Linked DNA regions of Mus musculus: regions 1, 3, 4, 5 and 6 are each linked to region 2. A link is a contact called in public HiChIP or PLAC-seq and promoter capture Hi-C data. All regions are on one chromosome and are shown on one strand. The core of a region is the stretch at or near the end of the contact, and the rest is flanking DNA. Distances in the headings are between cores, read along the strand shown. Region 1 holds the start of P2rx4 (purinergic receptor P2X, ligand-gated ion channel 4). Region 2 holds the start of Rnf34 (ring finger protein 34). Region 3 holds the start of Ift81 (intraflagellar transport 81). Region 4 overlaps Tmem120b (transmembrane protein 120B). Region 5 overlaps P2rx7 (purinergic receptor P2X, ligand-gated ion channel, 7). Region 6 holds the start of Tmem120b (transmembrane protein 120B).

Region 1 (2,753 bases), core at 80-2,579, 140 kb after region 2:
GGACACTGTAATAATTCTGGTTGTCCTGAAACTATGTAGACCAGGCTGGCTTTGAACTCATAGATATCTGCCTACCTGTCTCTCACCAGTGCTAGGATTAAAGGCTGTATCTTAGGCATTCTTAACCATCTCTCTGGGCCATCTCTCCAGCCACCTGTGTACCTATTTCATATACCTAAGGCCACACAAAGCTTTCTCAGGTGAGTGTGGTCAGGCACAGAGGTCTTACAGCTCTGAGTCAGTTTGTGAATTGGCAATCTATCTGTGTTTTTTGTGGATTCCTAAGTGACTCCAATGTGTTGTTTGGGGACCCGTGCTTTAGGCCCTTTAGTAAGAAAACAGATCCACCTGTCACGCTAGCAGCTGTTGACACTCGAATACCTTGAAATTGGGCCCAGGAGGCAAGGTAAGGTTCACCATCTCTCCTGGGGTGTATTACAGCCTTACAGGTGCATCCAATTAAAATTAAACGTTTCATAACGCCTAGTGATGGGAGGGTATATATAAACAGTAATGAAGAGCAGAGTTTAGAATCAAAATCAGGCGGGTACTCATATTCCCAACCAATCCAACAAAACAAAGGAAGTGACCTTGGGACACTTTTGGGAAGTGTGACATCTCAAGGGTACTGGGTTATCAGAAGCTTCTTAAGGTAACAGAAACCACAGACCCAGAAAGTACCGAATGAAAACCACAAGCCTTGGTTTCTGTCCGAGTTTGAAAAGGAACCGAAGAGAAGTCCGTGACGCACAGAGTTAAGCCTTCCCTGCCCTGCCCCTCCACCAAGCCAAGGCGCAGCATGAAGCAAGTCGGGAGGGAAGGATGCGAGAAAGATGGGGTGACAGTCTAGCTAAGACGAGGCTTAGCTCCCAGGACGTCCAGTAGTCCCCAGTGTCCTGTTCAAGCTGGTTCCAGGTGGCTTGGCTAGAGCCCGGCGAGGGCGTGTCGCCGCCCCTTGAACTCGGGGAGGAGGGGCTTGGCCGGCTCAGCTATTGCCCCAGACCCAGAGAGCGAGCAAGGGGGCGCTGCCAGGTCCCGACAGTCTGGGTTGCCCCCAGCCGCGGCCCCTCCCCAGGCCCGCTCACCCAATGACGTAAGCCAGGATGAGCAGCTGCACCACGCGGTTCATGAGCCCCACTTTACGGCTGCGGATGAGCACGATGCGCGGCGTGTCGTACTCGAACAGGAAAGCCCGGAGCACGGAGCAGCAGCCTGCCATGGCTCCGCCGCCCGCTGCTCCGCGTCGTGGCCACCGCGGGTCGCCTTGTCGCTGCCACCACCACCACCGGGTCCGGGCAGCAGCCCCGCCCAGCAGCTCGGCCCGGAAATAGGCGGCGCGCGACCTGAGGAGCGCGTCTCCTCCCCCTCTGCCACCCCAGGGTGACGCCCCAACTCGTGACCCTCTCAAAGGGACGATCTAAAAAGCAAGAGTGGTATAGCACTAAGGGACGAATTACCTCTGGAGCAGGGAGCAAGGTCAGCTCCCGGAGGGACAAGGATAATGACGCCCTCAGGCCTAGGATTGAAAGGCAGACAGTTGAGTTCTGTTGCAAAGGACAGCTCTGCGGTTCAGATATAGGATAACGAGCCGTGCGCCAGGGGAACTTGGATAGGAGTTACATTCCTAGAGGACCCGAGTGCTGAAGAGTCAGTCCCCTGACTGAAGGAGGCAAACTTGATCTGGATGTAGTGGAGGGAGCCCCGCTGTGCTGCTTTATGAAACTATAGGGTGGGTGAATAAGTACCTGGTGTACTAGGATGTCTGCAGAAGTCAGCCACAAATGCCACCATATACCCCTCTTAGGCCTGAAGCCGATCCATGTCCCTACCCCTAGTCAGATAACTGTCGTAGTTGCACCTGAGAGGAGGCAACAGCCAGCACCTGGGGGGTGGGGGGGGGTCCCTGTAGCCATCTTGCTATTGAGAATGGCTTACCGCAAGCTTAGGGAGAATTGGAAAAATTCAAGCCCGTGGGGAGACACCATTGTTAAGGTCACATATATCCATTCCCTTCCGAAGTTTTTTTAATAGGCGTTTTATATTAAGTGTAACAGATACATCCAAGTACCCTTATACCAGGTACTGTCCAGCAAGCATAGTGAGAGCATCTCAGCCCTGTGCAGTATAAATATAGCAGGTAATATACACAAGGCTTGAGGTTCTAATCAGACTCCTCGCGGTTCTTTTCATTTTCTGCTCCATGCATCTTTTATTTCATCTGAGTTAGCTTCAGCTTCTGGTCACTTGGCTCCATGGATCTGAGAGAGCATGGTGGACCTTACAGAAAGGCATGGGGACAAGGTGTGTCTTTCCACCACCAGGTCCCAGGGAATTAGTTATTCCAGCTGGCTTCACCTCCTTTGTACCGCCTCCCAATGCTAAGATAAGATTTGCCGTTATGTCATAGCTCCCAATGTTAAGGTCTCTCAGCATCCAGTCCCCTCTCAGCATTATCTCCCACGTAGGGAAGAAGCCTTCAACACATGAAGGTTTGGGAAGAACTCTTCATACACAAGTCATAGTGCCCTGTTACCAGCGACTCATCACGGGATTTGAATGATTTTGAGTTTTAATCTAAGGCCTAGTGGGAAAACATGCCAGCCTGGTGTGGTGGCACATGCCTGTTATCCCAGCAGTCCGAAAGCAGAGCTGGGAGGATTGGCACAAGTTCAAAGCCAGCCTGGTTTATATACCTAGTTCTAACTATAGAGTGAGACCTTGTTTCCGTCTATAGTCAGTGAGTAGGATAGATG
Region 2 (2,749 bases), core at 189-2,688:
AAATGCCTGAGATCACAGGTACGCAACACTGAAGGTATGGTTATTTTTCTTGCTTGAGAGTTTTTTACACACACACACACACACCTTACATTATTGCAGTTTGTAATGTGGCTACTTGAGATCTATCTCTCAGGGGATTGTTGTTGGTTGGTTTTCCACGAAAACACTTGCTTGGCCTCAAACATGCAGCAATCCTCCACCTCTACCTCCTAAACGCTGATCACGGGCTTGTGCCACCATGCTTAAGGGGCTCTTTTCTTTTAACTGGCAAACTCTTTCTTAAACAGGGTGATTATATTTTGAATTACCTCTACCCCATCTTGACTAAGGCAGTGAAGGTGCTGGGCAAAACACTTGCTGAATTTCTCTATCCACTTGACCCTCTCTTCAATCGTCCACAGTAAATCTTTGACACTCTGTGCAAGGTCGTCAATCTAGCAGCCCAAAGCCAACACACTTACTTCTTCCACGAGATGGATACAACACCGTGAGGGAAGACATCACCACCTTCTGACTCACGCCATTTGACTTGATTTTGGGCAAATGAATCAATGCCTGAATTGACTGCTGTACACAGCCTCTTTAGAACTCTCTGCGATGGGGTTGAGAAAATTCATCTCCCCTAAGTAGGCCAAAATCACACACACACACACACACACACCACATACACACACACAAAACCTGCCCTTTTCTGAAACTTCTATCAGTGATTCTCCCACGCTCTCACTCCCACCTGGGAGCAAGGCTGCCAAATTACTTGCTGCGTACCTAGTGGCGATGTAGACACGTCTAGCGCTCTAGGTCACGGCCACAACATTTAAACCCACGGGAAGGACTCCTTGAAGGAGGACACCCCCAACCCCCCATGGGCCACTCAGGTCCTAGCCTCATCATACCACGCAGCGCTCTCTATGCCTTCTGTCTCGTGATGCACCCCCCGAAGTCTGGGTTAGCTCAAGGACTCGGGGGAGGCAGAGGGCACAGCCATGGCCAGAGACACCGAGGCTCTTGCGGCTTAAAAAAAAGCTCGGGACCCCGAGAAGAGCACAGGGCCCTGGGAACAGGGCCCAGCGGGCTGAGACCGCAGGGCCACTAGCCGCCTCCTCGGCCAGGACGCCGGAGGGCGCTGTGGGAGCTCGGGAGGGTCTGCTGCCTGGCCTCTCCGGCTGGAACCGGTCGGGGCCCCACACACACTTCGGGCCGGGCGCCCCGCTACGTGGTGGTCTCTCACGAAGCCCCTCTGGGTAACCGCTGAGACGGAAAACAGGAAGCGCTCTGGGCGTACGGGAGAGGCAAGGAGAGCCTCCCGGCTCCACCAGCCCCTCACCTTCATGGCCGCGACCGCCTCGGCTCGGTCGGCTCTACCGGGGAACTCAGCACCATAGCAGCCTCCTCACACAACGGATCTTCCTTCCTTCTAAGGCGGCGAATGCGGCGCCTCCCGAGACCCACTGAGCGTCCCTACGTAAGGGGGCATGGCCACGCTCGGCTCACGCCCCGGGAAGACGCCGAGCGGCGGGCGGAGCCCACCAATCCGAAGCGGGTCTTCGGGGGGCCCGATCACCAAAGCCAATGAAATGGTGAAGAAGGGGCGGGGTTTCGGGCGCAGTCTTGCGAGCGAAGGGGAGAGGGGAGGGGCGGAGGGAAACGGGGCGGGGCGAAGAGGGGCGGGGCGGGGCGTGACGCGACGTGACGCCCGGTCTGTCGGAGAGAAAGCCGCTCAGGCTGAATTGGCTTCCTATTTTGGGTGGATAGCTTCCCTCGGCCCGAGGCAGAAAAAGAGCTGTGGTGAAGTAGGAAACACTGTTGGTTTGAAGCTTTTATTCTAACCTGCGGAGCAGGGCCTCTCTCGGGCTTAACCCATTCTCCGAATGTTCTAGATCTCATCACCAGGAGAACCTCGGATCTCCTCAAGGAAGAGGGGCAGCACGATCTAGGGCGAGCCATTTAGAAGATGTACTGAGAACGGCTGAAGAACCAAAGGCTGTCCAATTCCAATTCTTTGTCGTTCGGTTCGTATGTGTGTGTGTGCGGTTTTCTTTTTAGACAAGATTTTTTCCTGGCTGTGCTGGCCAGAGAACTCCCAGTTTACACCAGGCTGGCTTGGAACTCAGAGAAATCATGCCTGCCTCTCTGCCTTCCGAGTGCTTGAGATTAAAGATGTGTTCCACCACAACTGCGTCCAATTGATGTAATGTTCAAATTTACCCAAGTACTAACTAACCCTTTCAAAGAATTCACATGATCCCTTCAAACTGACGTCGGGGCAGAAAAACAAGTGGCAAAAGATGGTATAAATTTCTTCAGCCTTGCTGGATTAAGGCTTTAATTAGTTGGTTTTCCTACATTTCTTTCTCTCACTTCAAAATAATATTTGAGGTCGGGCGTGGTGGCACACACCTTTAGTCCCAGCACTTGGGAGGCAGAGGTAGGCGGATTTCTGAGTTCGAGGCCAGCCTGGTCTACAAAGTGAGCTCCAGGACAGCCAGGGCTATACAGAGAAACCCTGTCTTAAAAAATAATAAAATAATAATAATAATTGAAATTTTAGAGCTCAAGATGTTACTTCTTCCTTAGCGAAGACCCAGACAACTCCTATTCTTATAATAATAATAATACTTTAAAATTCTTTGTATCTGGTTTTGCCTGCATGTGTATCTGTGCACCACATGTGTACAGTGATCAGGGAAGTCAGATGAGGATGTTGGATGCCCTGCAACTGAATTACAGTTGTGAACCACTATGTGAG
Region 3 (2,700 bases), core at 43-2,542, 240 kb after region 2:
ACAATAAATTAATGATGTAATAAAATAAAAAGCAAGGTCGGAGGTGTAACTCAGTGGTAGAGTTCTTTCCTAGCACAGGCTATAGGAGAACAGGATGAGGAGGTGGAGGAAGAGGGGGTGGAGCGGGAGGTGAGGTAGAAGTGACAAGCTTTCAGAACCGCTGTTAGAGCCTGTTAGAAATCTATTCAAAATCTCAAACACAGTTCAGTTAGAAGGTACCATTAGGAGCTTACATACCAGACTTGACCAGGCGTCTCTGGGGGGAAAAGAAAAGCTACCCACAGTTTGTTTCAGACAGAATAAGCAAGGTCTCTATGCTGTAAAACTGTTGCTAGGAATGTCTTCTTAGACTCCTCAGTGAATCCCACCAAGGAATCACAGGGTGAAGTCAGTTCCTCCTTTCGTCTGTAGCAGGTGGGGACACCACAATCTGTCTCTGTGGAACCTGTCTCTAGGTTTGTGTGCCAAGCGCCTTTACCAGTTGAGCTACCTCAACAGGTCATTTGGATTCTTTTTACTGGTCTTTAAACAGCGCTCTGTCTAATGGAGACATGACAGTATGATTCCTTCAGCCATCCCTGTCCCCCAGTAAACGTCACACATACTCTGTCATCACTGAGACATCTTGGTACATTTCTCTCCGTCCTGGGCTGTTTAACTATATTGCCTCTCTTTCCCCATCATCTCTGTGAGGACAGAACCAACCCTATTGGGTCTTGTTCTCTATTGCATTTCCAGCAGTCAGCAGTATGGAATGCCTAATTTATCATTTGTTAGCTTGAGGTTGTGGCAAGTCTGGTATTACATTTACTGTTTCTCCAAGGATGTCTGAGCATCTAACCTAGTTTTCAGAGTAGGCCTCCATTTGTCCCGGTCTGTCTCTCCTCTCCATGTCTGGGTCTCTCAATCCATAGTTTATAATTGTTCCATGCATGATTTAACCTGGAGATTCTTTCGTCGAAAACCTAAATTCGGAAACCACGCCCAATGCTTTCTGACCCCAAACCCTATCCAGTCCTGCTTCAAACAAGTCGCCCCAAGTTTGGTAAATAAATGAATGAATGAATGAAACAGCACACGCAAACAGCACAGGTTAAGCCCTTTGTCAAGGTGAGAACGGTAGACGGTTCGCAAAGGTTATTATCAGCAGGAGTCTAAGTGGGAATAACAGCCAGAGTCACCCTAGGCTTTCTGCAGAGGTTCGGAACCCCAGGTACCAGGGCCAAGCTTTCCAGCCCGAGGCTCCGCCCTCCGGTGTGCGCGCGCCCCCCTCCTCCCCGAGCCAGAGGAAGTGACGTCACCGCATGGCAACCGTTGCCAAGGAGCGGTCTCTAAGAACCCGCAAGCGCCCCAGTGCCTCCCGAGGGTGGGGAGGTGGTTTCGTGAGGAGGATTTGAGGTAACCCCCGCCAACTCGCGGTCGGGAACTCCGCGAACCCCCGAATCCCGTCAAGCTGCGCCCGCTCCCGGCCGGTGGCGGCAGCAGGGCCTGTCGGGGGGCGGGGGGTCGGCCGCGCGGGTCCCCCTCGGTCTCCGGGCGTCGCAGGAGGCCGTAGGCCTGCGCGCGCTGCCCCGGCTGGGCCGGATACCACGCGCGTCCTGGTTTTAATTCTTGCCCCGGCTCCCCCTGGGTGCTGCAGTGGGTGAGTGCTGGTGAATTAGCTCGGCCGGTTGCGCTGGAAGAGGGAGAGTAATTGCTTTTGCTAATTTTAGCGCGCAGCGCCCGGCGGGCAGCGACAGCCCTACCTGGTTCAAGAGCATCTCTGTCCTCTGAAAGCTGGTGGGGCAACGCAGCTCATTTCTTTTCTTAAAAAAGTTTGGAAACTTGGCGTGTATTAGTTGCGCATAATGGGTACCACTGTATTCACACATGCATACATATAGTGTATTCCATCACCCCATCCCCGTTTCTCGCTCTTCGCTTTCCTGCTCCCACGGAATCCATTTCCTAACCCTTCTCCCTTCGACTTTTTTGCCCCCACCTCACTCCCCTTTTCTTTTGGAGGTCCAATGAGTTTAATTATGGTTCCCCACCCTTAGCAACCATTAAGTTGCCTGTAATAATCGTGAGCCCCTCCCCTTTTCTTCTCTTGGCAACATTTTCTTGCTTATCCAGATATTTGGTTTGATTTTGTGTTTCTCAGAGAAGAAAAAGCCGTATGGACAACTTCTAAATTAGTTTAAATATATGTGGATATAAGGATGTGTATTATATTTTTACAGTTGAAAACTTGAGCCTCCCAAGTTTTTAAAAAGTAAAGATATTCTCTGTAATTTATTTATTTCTGGCTTGTTTTTTGAGACAATGCTTCTCTGTAGAGTCCTGGCTGGCCAGGAACTCACTCTGTAGACCAGGCTGGCCTCAAACTCAGAAATCCTCCTGCCTCTGCCTCCTAGCACTGAGATTAAAATTGCACACTACTATCCCTGAGATAGTCTTTATATATAAACTTAAAAAGAAACCTTAAATTTAGCAACCATACTGGTTGTGCCATCCTTTCTTATCTTTTAGAACAACTTTATTTCCTTCCTTCTAGCTTCCTTCCTCCTTTCCTTCCTTCCTTTCTTCCAAATGTCTTCTAAATGTAAGCTTCACCCACCCAATTAAAGAACCCATTTCATGCCAGACTTGGTGGCTCTTGATTTTAATTCCAGCACTCAGGAGAGAGAAGCTTGGTCTACACCGTGAGTTCCAGGCCAG
Region 4 (2,700 bases), core at 55-2,554, 240 kb before region 2:
TCCACGACTTTGATCATGATCCATATTATCTACCATATGCGCATCGTGACCCTTGCCAGACGTTGTCCCTGAGCTGGATTCAGCCTTCAGAACCATAAGCCAAGGCACTTTTCCTTACACAGTCTCCAGTATTTATGGTGACAACATGACATGGATTCCAATTCTTGGGCTTGCCTCGTGGGTTGTATGAACCACAAGCTCTTTCCTACTAACGCTTCACTCTGGGTTTCTGGCCTGCGCTTGCAAAGCTCCTCTAGGGAGGAGTCCCTAGAAGCCGTCTTCCCTTACCCAGTCAACATCACTCAATAAACTTGGTATTGCATTCTTGGAAATAACCCTTCTGACTCATACAAGAGGCTATCCCGATGCTGGGAGAGAGGAACACAGTCAGTTCTCAAATTGCTGCCACACTCCGCTTCCAATGCGTAATGACCATGGAGGGGCGGGAGCCGACAGGAGGGCACAGATCAGTGAGCAGTGGACAGGGTTCAAAGACCCGTTTCTCTTCTTTCTCCCTTTTCTTCCTTCCTTCCTTCTTCAAATAGCATCTCCCTGAAGTCCCCTGGCTGACCTGCAACTCTATACAGACAGGAATGGCCTCCAACTCAAGAGATCCGGATGTCTCTGTGTCCCAAGTATTGGGATCAAAGGCATGTGCCACCATGCCTGGTTTAAACAGTCATTTTCTTAGCTGACACAGAAGCGTACTTAGCAGAGGGGGAAAGGAGCAGGTACCAAGTAGAGTCTAAACTATTATGTCTGCCAGTCAAGAGAGGAAGGTAAAGCAGAAAATTAGGAAGAAGTGAAGGAAGAAAAATAAAAAACAGAACAGGAATGATAGGCATTACCTTCAGCCCCAGCTCTCAGGGGGCAGGGCGGGGGCAGGGGCAGGGGCAGGGGCATCATCACTAGCTCAAGCCAGGCTTGGTCTATATAGCAGATTGTAGGCCAGACAGGACTGCATAGTGAGACTACATCTCAAAAAAGCAATAAACAAATTAATAAATAAAGTGGGGGGGAGGAGAGAACTATTAGCAATGATATCCAAGAATGCATAAGCCAGTCACCCTGGACCATTAATTTGCAAAGGGGGGGGGGCAGAGCTAACAGCCCCCTATCCTTCCAGGGCCTCTCAGAGAGGAAAATTAAGTTTTCCCAATAGGCTTATTCATCCTAAAATAATTTCAAGCTTGCAGAATTTCCAAAGCTGTGTGAAGAACGCCACACTCTAGAGCATCCCCTCCCCCTCCCCACCCTCCATAACAGGCATCTCTCAGGGTACACTATCTCCTGTGCACGTACCCATCTTTTTCTCTATCAGGTATCAGGGACCTGCAGGCAGAGCCTGCCGTCCAAGCCTGTGGAGGCTGTAAGGCAGAAGTGGGTGTTGGAGGGTTGAAAATAATAAAAGTTTTAAAACATCCCATGCCCTGCGAACATTACAGGTCACTGGAATTGCAGCAAACACACGCGCCGTTTTTTACTCCTGCTCCGTCGCGCATGCTCAGTGCTGTAGCAGTCGAGTGAGCGGCATTGACACAGACCGTATGGCTCTTTGCCAAGGAAGTTTACCCATCCTTGTGCTGACGCATTAGGGAGTCGGCCATAACCATTGTACTTCTCAGTTGAGCATCAGAGTGCATCAGCTGGCATCAACGGTATCTGCTACAGTCAGATGCAGTTACTGAGCCTTGATATATGTAACCTGAGGCTTTTGTCGAAGATACCACGGCTCACACGTGCCAACTGCCTTCGTTAAATGTTTTCAATTACATTTAGCTGTTTATTCATGACTTGCCACAGTGCACTCGAGGAGGTCAGAGGGCAGTGTGTAGGTGGAGTGGTTCTGTCCTTCCATCAGGTGGGTCCCCGTGATAGAACTCGGGCCGCCGTCAGGCTTGGCATCTTATCTGCTGAGCCACCTTTCAGCCCAGTTTCTTTTGCCAAAATTGTCCCTCAGATCTCAGATCCCATTCAATTTTACACTGAGTATTTGCACGGGCATGTGAGTATGTGTGTGTGTTTCTTCAACCTAGAACTTCAACTTTTGAACTCCTCTGCCTCCTGAGTGCTGGGATTTAAGGCTTAAGCCACCCACTGCCTGGCCTGAACTGATATCTTTCAAGTCCATTTCTATCATTGAGAGAAAGTCTCTCAACCTGGGCTCAACCTGATGCTTCCATAGGATTTGGTTCTGATTTCATAGTGGGCCTGGATCTGATGACAGGCTTCCTGTCATCCGTGGTGTCAGCCTGGAGTGTTTGGTAAAGGTGTCCCTCCAAGGATCTACTGTAGAGTGATCATCTTTTTTTTTTTTCTTTAATATTTATTATATACTGTACACTGTAGCTGTCCTCAGACACACCAGAAGAGGGCATCAGATCTCATTACAGATGGTTGTCAACCACCATGTGGTTGCTGGGAATTGAACCCAGGACCTCTGGAAGAACAGGCAGTGCTCTTAACCTCTGAGCCATCTCTCCAGCACCCAAGTGATCAACTTTTGCTATTTGCAATTAGTAAGTTTTCTTGGGACTGGGCAGGTAGCACAGTCAAGTGCCTGCCTGCCTGCCTGCCTGCCTTGCACGTGGGAGGCCCCAGCAACAGAAATGATAGATACAATGAAATAAGTTCTTGGAGGGAGAAAGACCCCCGTGGGGATGGATGAGTTTCTGATGATTCCAAGCGTGTGGGTAACAA
Region 5 (2,750 bases), core at 111-2,610, 200 kb after region 2:
ACAGAACTGCGACAACAACCCCAGCTGTGTGAAGCCCTTCAGGTCCACAGGAGTTTGAATAGCTAGACCACACTGTGTATGTTCGGATGCACATTAGGGCGTGGATGCGTTTACTGAGTGGACCAGAGATAAGAGTATGGACAAATGAGAGGAGACACTCATGCAGGTGGAATGGTCCAGGCCAGAATGTAGTGTAGACTAAATTCCCCTCCCCAGAGTCATGTGGTGCCCTCAGGCTGGCTGCCTTGTGGAGGCCTTGGGTTTCATCTGCTGTGGGTGATCCTCTTGGTTCCAACAGCAGCATGTTTTCTGAGGGCTCACGGTGTACCGTGAGGCTATGCCTTAAGTAGTCTCTGGTATAAAATAGGGCCTTCCAGTTATCCTCCTGAATTTGTGAGGCTTCAGTGAGATGTGAACTAGATCACACACATGCCAGGAATCAGAACTGTTGTGAGCTGTTGCACAGAGCGCCGGCAAAGGAAAGAGTAGGTGTTTACACTGGCCCCTGGGCTGCAGCCCGAGACCAGGGTGTGGGCAGACAAAAACTTCTTGGTTCCCAGAATGCATCTCAGCCCTGCGTCCTATCAGAGTGGGTCCCCTGCTTACCTCAGGACACAGCGTCTGCACTTGGCCTTCTGACTTGACATAGTTTGTCATGACAAAGAATGAGTTCCCCTGCAGAGAGAAATGGAGGGACAAAGGCCAGGCCTTAGGGAGCAGAACTCCTTAAGCTGTCATAATGTGTTTTGCTAAGTGCTAGGGGGGCGAGCCTTTGTACTCTTGGAAGCCTTTTGAAACCAGCCGTGGGCAGCGCAAGGACTCTGCTGAGGGCTTAATATCAAAGCCGCAGGAACTGTTCCCACTGGGCAAGGGGGAGCAGAGGAGATTTCAAAGGAGGGGGAGCAGTCATTTTCTGAGCCAGCCTCAAAAGCAGCTGTTTCATTTTCTGACACAGTAAAAATCCCATTAAATCGAGACTCTGGAGAGCCAGGGATGCGGAGGTGGGGTGTGGGCTGCACCCTGGGCAGGCTGTTCAGATTTCTCAAGGCTTAATGGAAGGCCACAGGGCTTCCCACTACCTGGGCAATCAGTGGCTTTTGTGGTTTCTAGCTGGAAACAAATAGCAGCTTGGGCCTGATGCTTTTGCCAAGTGCCCTACCTCCCCAGGGTGGCGAATGGGCCATTTTGTTCCTTCCCCACCATCTGTTCCTAACTCCTCGGCCCCTCTTTTATTTCTCCTTTTTTGGTAACCGCTTTCATTTTCTCGGCTTTGCAAACTCAGCTAACCATACACTTCTCCGTGGTCTACCCCTTCTCTTTCTTCGTCACCACATCCTTTCTTTTGAAAGACTTGAGAATCATCTCCTGGCGACCTTTTTCAATAACAGAACACACAAACCTCATAGAGGACAAGCCCTCTGCCCTTCTGAACCCGGGCTGAGCTTGCCAGGCAGTGACCCTACTCCTAAAGCCCTGTGCGTCCTAGTGTGAGTGAATGAGATCGTGTTTGGAACGCGCCAGGACGCGCGGTGCTATTTTGAGCAGCCCGGTAGGACTGGATAAAGCAAAGACGCATCTTCTTTGATGCAGCTGGATGTGACCCAGTTTTGCCATTTTTAGGTTTTCTCAGTTGGGATTTTTTTTTTCTCACAGGTTTTAAATAGGGCCAGTGTCTCTTTTCTTTTGAGACAAGGTCTTATGTATTCCAGGCTGACCTCAAACTCACTGTGCATCTGAGGGTGACCTTGAACAGCTGATTCTCCAGCCTTGATCTCCTGGGGCTGCAGGGTTTCATGCTTACTAGCCAAGCATTCTACCAGTTGAGCTACATATTCTTAGTCCCAAACTCTCTTTTTTTATTTTTATTTTTTAATGAGACCCTAGACCCCTAAGGATGGGGATGGGGACAGAAACGTGACCTGGAATTCCACGGCACTCACCTGCAAAGGGAAGGTGTAGTCTGCAGTGTCAAAGATGCTGTGTCCTAACTTCGTCACCCCACCCTCTGTGACATTCTCCGTCACCTCTGCTATGCCTTTGACCTTGGTGTGCACGGAGCTGATAACAGGCTCTTTCCGCTGGTACAGCTTATCGCTCACCAAAGCAAAGCTGAGGACAGAGGAAAAAACTTCAGTGGCTTCCTCACAACAGAGGACAGCAGTTTGGGCGGTAGATTCTTGGGGGAAGGGGTGTCACTGGAGCTGCTGCTGGTGACAGTCTGCTTCTGCTTCCTTGGGACTCTCCCTGCTACAAACTGGGGCTACCAGCTGTACCTGCCTCTCCCATTATCACTACCTACTTTAGATGGCAATCTCAACTCAGAGATCTGCTCTGGGTGAGTTGAATGGCTCTGTCCCAGACTCAGTGCCACACTGGCTTGGCTTGCTCTTGTTTCAGGGGATTACATTCTCTCTCTCTCTCTCTCTCTCTCTCTCAGATAGGGAGACAGGACCTGTCTATACTGGTGCCCTCCTGGTCCACACCGGGACACCCTTCAAATTCACAAAGCCCCTCCTAGCTCTGCCTCTTGAGTGCTGGGATTAAAGGCATGTGCCACCACACCCTCCATTTATAAGAAATGCACAGAATCAATAAATCTATACAGAAGGAAAATGGATAGTTGCCAGGAGAGGAGAAATGGAGAGGGGCCGTTAATGGGTATATTACTTCCTTTTAAGATGACAGAAATACATTGGTAGACAAAGGCATTATTACAGGATATCGTGTACCTCTTAAATGACACTGGTGAC
Region 6 (2,700 bases), core at 154-2,653, 230 kb before region 2:
GCTGAGTCTTTTCCCCGTGGGTGGAACCAAAAGGGATCCTCTGGGAACTATGAGGAACCCAAGACCTCAGATCTGAAAGAGAAGGCACCAACCCATCCATATATGCTGGAGGGACTACGAAGGGATGACAGTCCTGGGTCTCTTAAGTCTCTGCCCATGCCGATCTGCTGCTCAGGTTCACCGGCATCCTTCTGTAACATCGGCAGCCTCACTTTACAAAGACCCATCACAGACCTCCCTTGACAGCATTCTCCTCTGGACATTGCAGGAGGTCAGCCCAACTGAGAACGCTACAGGGACAAGGGGAATGACAAAGTAACCATTGAGAGGAGGAGAGAGTGAATGCGAGGAAGCCATGTGTTGTTCCTCTTGGCCGTCCCCAAGGTTTCCTGAGTCTCTAGTCCCCAGAGCATATAGCTGAGGCCTCTCTGGACCCTCCTGATAGGACCGGGTGGCGATGCTATCCTCTCAAGAGCCCAGCTCTTATACCAACCTTCAACACACCAGGTGGAACGCTCTGTGCCAAAACGGTGAGGGGTTGGGTGCAGCCCTCTATCACCGGGTGAGGCAGCCAGCTGTCAGAACTGACAGATGCCTGCCATCCACAATGGTAAACTCAGCTCGCAGCAGCCGATAAGCAGAACCACATCAGAGCTCCCAAAGTCAAGGCTATGACTGAGGGGTCTCTGAGACTTAAAAACTGCCTAAGGGGCCAAGATGAAAGCAGCCAAGCACAACTCTCAAACCGCAGTTGCAGCGAGGGCTGCCCAGCCAGCACAGAGCGTGTAGTAAGGAGTTGAACAGCCAACTGCAACTGGAGGGTTGGGGGGAAGATCCCTTGTGTGGGGGTTGGTCTGGTGTCCTTTGAGTATCACAGTTTCCTCGTGAACACACCTGGAACTTGCCTCGGGGGCCAGAGACGAACTTTCTGTAGCGAAGGGAGAGCGTGGAGCAAAGAGTGGATGAGAGGGCGCGAGAATGAGGGGCGCCCCAAGAGACTGAGGAGCCAAAGCGCTGCTACATAGGAAGGGGCTGCGCCAGGCCACCCACCAGCCCATCGGACGCACAGCCCGGGCCACCGTCTGGGTCCTATCGCCCCACCTCCGGGCTGGGATGGCTAGATAGGGAAGGCACAAGCACCGCAGGTAGCAAGAGTGGCGGGACCAGGTGGCCCGGTCCTACCTGCAGCTCCTGAAATTCTCCCTCCAGCTCGTGCCACTCGCGCTCGCAACGCTCCAGCTGGCCGGACATGGTGCAATGGTGCAAGGCGGCGGCGGCGGCGGCGACGAAACCCGCAGCGTGACCCGTCCGGCCACCAGCAGCCCACGCCCGCCCGCTCACTAGCCGCCTCCCGAGGCACCAGCTGTTCCTGCGCAGCCGGAGCCACGCGCGCACCTGACGTCACGGGCCCCGCCCCGGCGCCAGCCTCACCCCCTCGCCCGAGGGTGGGGCCCGCGCATGCGCATGGGCGATCCCCCGGGCTCTGGCCTCGTGGCGGGTGCAACTCTTCAGTCTTCTTTGGGTCTCTTCACTCCTCGTGTGTAGGTAGTAGGTTTCTCGTCGGAGTGGGTGGAGGGTTTATGTGTAAGCTGCATTTATGGCTTATGTTACTTAGATTATCTTTGTGGGAGAGTGAGGTGGAAATGATTTGGAGGAGGTAAAGGGAAAATTCATGTATTCCTTCACATTGCCTGACCTAGGCCAAAGCCAGTGCCCTGAAATGACAGCTTTGACAGTGACCGCGTAGTAAGGTCAAGGGCAGGATGGGAAAAATGCAGACTTGGCTCTGTCATCTCACGCTGGCGATGATATTTATTGCAACCAATACAGCCTAGATACATCCCTGTCCTCTAAGACACTGGGTGACTCTTGACAGCTGGTGCTGTCAGTCAAAAGCCACAACCACCAAGTTTATGGAATACAGTTGCCTCCCTTTCCGTGCCAAGTCCGAAAAGACCTGCACAAGCCTGGCTTTTCCAACCACACCTCCTATCTCCCTGCCCTAAATCCAGCTCTCCGGCCATTGTTTTTATCCTGACTTGACATTCCTCCCTCTGAATCATCATGCAGTGGCTTCTTGCTCACTCCTGGAACCTCATTCAAATGACACCTGCAGCTGGGTGTGATATTGCATACCAGCCTTGACAACGTAGTAAGACTTGTCTCAACAAACAAACAAACAAACAAACAAATAAAATATCAAATGATGCCTGTCGGGGCTGGAGGGAAAAACTTCAGTGGTTAAGGGTGTGTGTTCTGCAGTTTGGGTGGCACATGCCTTTCATTGAAGCACTCCAGGGCCAGAGGCAGATAGATCTCTGTGGGTTTGAGACCAGCCTGGTCTACATAGCTCAGGGCCAGCTCCACAGTAAGACCCTGTAAAATTAATTAAAATTAAAAGGACACCTGCATTAGTTTCACAGGGCTATGCTTAGCTACAAGTGGGTGGCCTAGACAATAGAAGTGCATTTATCTCACAGCGACCAACCTGAAACGAAAGTGTCATGACTCCTGAGACCCTGGGTAGGGCCTTGCCTTGCTACCTAGTAGCCATGACAGTGACTGTTGAGCCTACATACTCCATGGCTTTCATCTGCATTGCTCCATTCTCTCTGACCAGTAGTTACAGGGCCTCTCTGTGTGCCCTCTCTTATGAAGACACTGTGAATGAAAATCCCCAGAAGGGCTAGAGAGATGGGT

What was found. Promoter capture Hi-C pulls out the DNA fragments that hold promoters and counts their contacts. HiChIP or PLAC-seq counts read pairs in DNA pulled down with a chosen protein or histone mark. Capture Hi-C pulls out chosen DNA fragments and counts their contacts.
Region 1: a contact with region 2 is called in a promoter capture Hi-C map of pancreatic islet. The contact joins the promoter of P2rx4 here to the promoter of Rnf34 in region 2. A contact is called at or near these places in 5 of 39 promoter capture datasets (the C10 cell line, embryonic stem cells, liver and 2 more), 1 of 115 datasets of contacts at active chromatin or transcription factors (embryonic stem cells) and 3 of 9 other capture datasets (adipose tissue, liver and pancreatic islet).
Region 3: a contact with region 2 is called in a promoter capture Hi-C map of the SN4741 cell line, with 2.1 times the contacts expected there. The contact joins the promoter of Ift81 here to the promoter of Rnf34 in region 2. A contact is called at or near these places in 8 of 39 promoter capture datasets (the SN4741 cell line, cranial neural crest, frontonasal cranial neural crest and 4 more) and 1 of 115 datasets of contacts at active chromatin or transcription factors (large pre-B cells).
Region 4: a contact with region 2 is called in a promoter capture Hi-C map of fetal liver, with 4 times the contacts expected there. The contact joins the enhancer-like site here to the promoter of Rnf34 in region 2. A contact is called at or near these places in 4 of 39 promoter capture datasets (the SN4741 cell line, fetal liver, hippocampal neurons and 1 more) and 1 of 9 other capture datasets (liver).
Region 5: a contact with region 2 is called in an H3K4me3 HiChIP or PLAC-seq map of bone marrow-derived macrophages, with 4 times the contacts expected there. The contact joins the enhancer-like site here to the promoter of Rnf34 in region 2. A contact is called at or near these places in 8 of 39 promoter capture datasets (the 3T3-L1 cell line, 3T3-L1-derived adipocytes, the SN4741 cell line and 4 more) and 2 of 115 datasets of contacts at active chromatin or transcription factors (bone marrow-derived macrophages and embryonic limb bud).
Region 6: a promoter capture Hi-C map of adipose tissue shows a contact between it and region 2. The contact joins the promoter of Tmem120b here to the promoter of Rnf34 in region 2. A contact is called at or near these places in 2 of 39 promoter capture datasets (hippocampal neurons and liver), 1 of 484 Hi-C or Micro-C datasets (muscle stem cells), 2 of 115 datasets of contacts at active chromatin or transcription factors (effector CD8 T cells and embryonic stem cells) and 3 of 9 other capture datasets (adipose tissue, liver and pancreatic islet).

Annotation. Positions count from the first base shown.
Region 1 is chr5:122,706,120-122,708,872 of GRCm38.p6, reverse strand. It overlaps P2rx4 (purinergic receptor P2X, ligand-gated ion channel 4), which reads right to left and starts at 1,329. Exons shown (of 12, transcript NM_011026.3): 1 at 1,086-1,329. The coding sequence starts at 1,219.
Region 2 is chr5:122,848,877-122,851,625 of GRCm38.p6, reverse strand. It overlaps Rnf34 (ring finger protein 34), which reads right to left and starts at 1,438. Exons shown (of 6, transcript NM_030564.1): 1 at 1,328-1,438. The coding sequence starts at 1,333. Gm33044 (predicted gene, 33044) reads left to right here and starts at 1,690. Exons shown (of 2, transcript NR_169045.1): 1 at 1,690-1,793; 2 at 1,881-2,176.
Region 3 is chr5:122,613,136-122,615,835 of GRCm38.p6, reverse strand. It overlaps Ift81 (intraflagellar transport 81), which reads left to right and starts at 1,292. Exons shown (of 19, transcript NM_009879.4): 1 at 1,292-1,398.
Region 4 is chr5:123,093,500-123,096,199 of GRCm38.p6, reverse strand. All of the region lies in intron 1 of Tmem120b (transmembrane protein 120B), which reads right to left. Among named protein-coding and RNA genes, the nearest start is that of Tmem120b, 19 kb to the right of the region's middle. Within about 2 kb of position 1,304, at least 41 of the 459 cell types and tissues checked have an H3K27ac peak or open chromatin away from gene starts, as enhancers often do. A contact at or near this core is called in fetal liver, where this site is marked.
Region 5 is chr5:122,652,086-122,654,835 of GRCm38.p6, reverse strand. It overlaps P2rx7 (purinergic receptor P2X, ligand-gated ion channel, 7), which reads right to left. Exons shown (of 13, transcript NM_011027.4): 2 at 1,941-2,109; 3 at 607-675. Among named protein-coding and RNA genes, the nearest start is that of P2rx7, 9.5 kb to the right of the region's middle. Within about 2 kb of position 1,360, at least 139 of the 459 cell types and tissues checked have an H3K27ac peak or open chromatin away from gene starts, as enhancers often do. A contact at or near this core is called in bone marrow-derived macrophages, embryonic limb bud, hippocampal neurons and 1 more, where this site is marked.
Region 6 is chr5:123,074,978-123,077,677 of GRCm38.p6, reverse strand. Tmem120b (transmembrane protein 120B) reads right to left here and starts at 1,403. Exons shown (of 12, transcript NM_001039723.2): 1 at 1,183-1,403. The coding sequence starts at 1,251.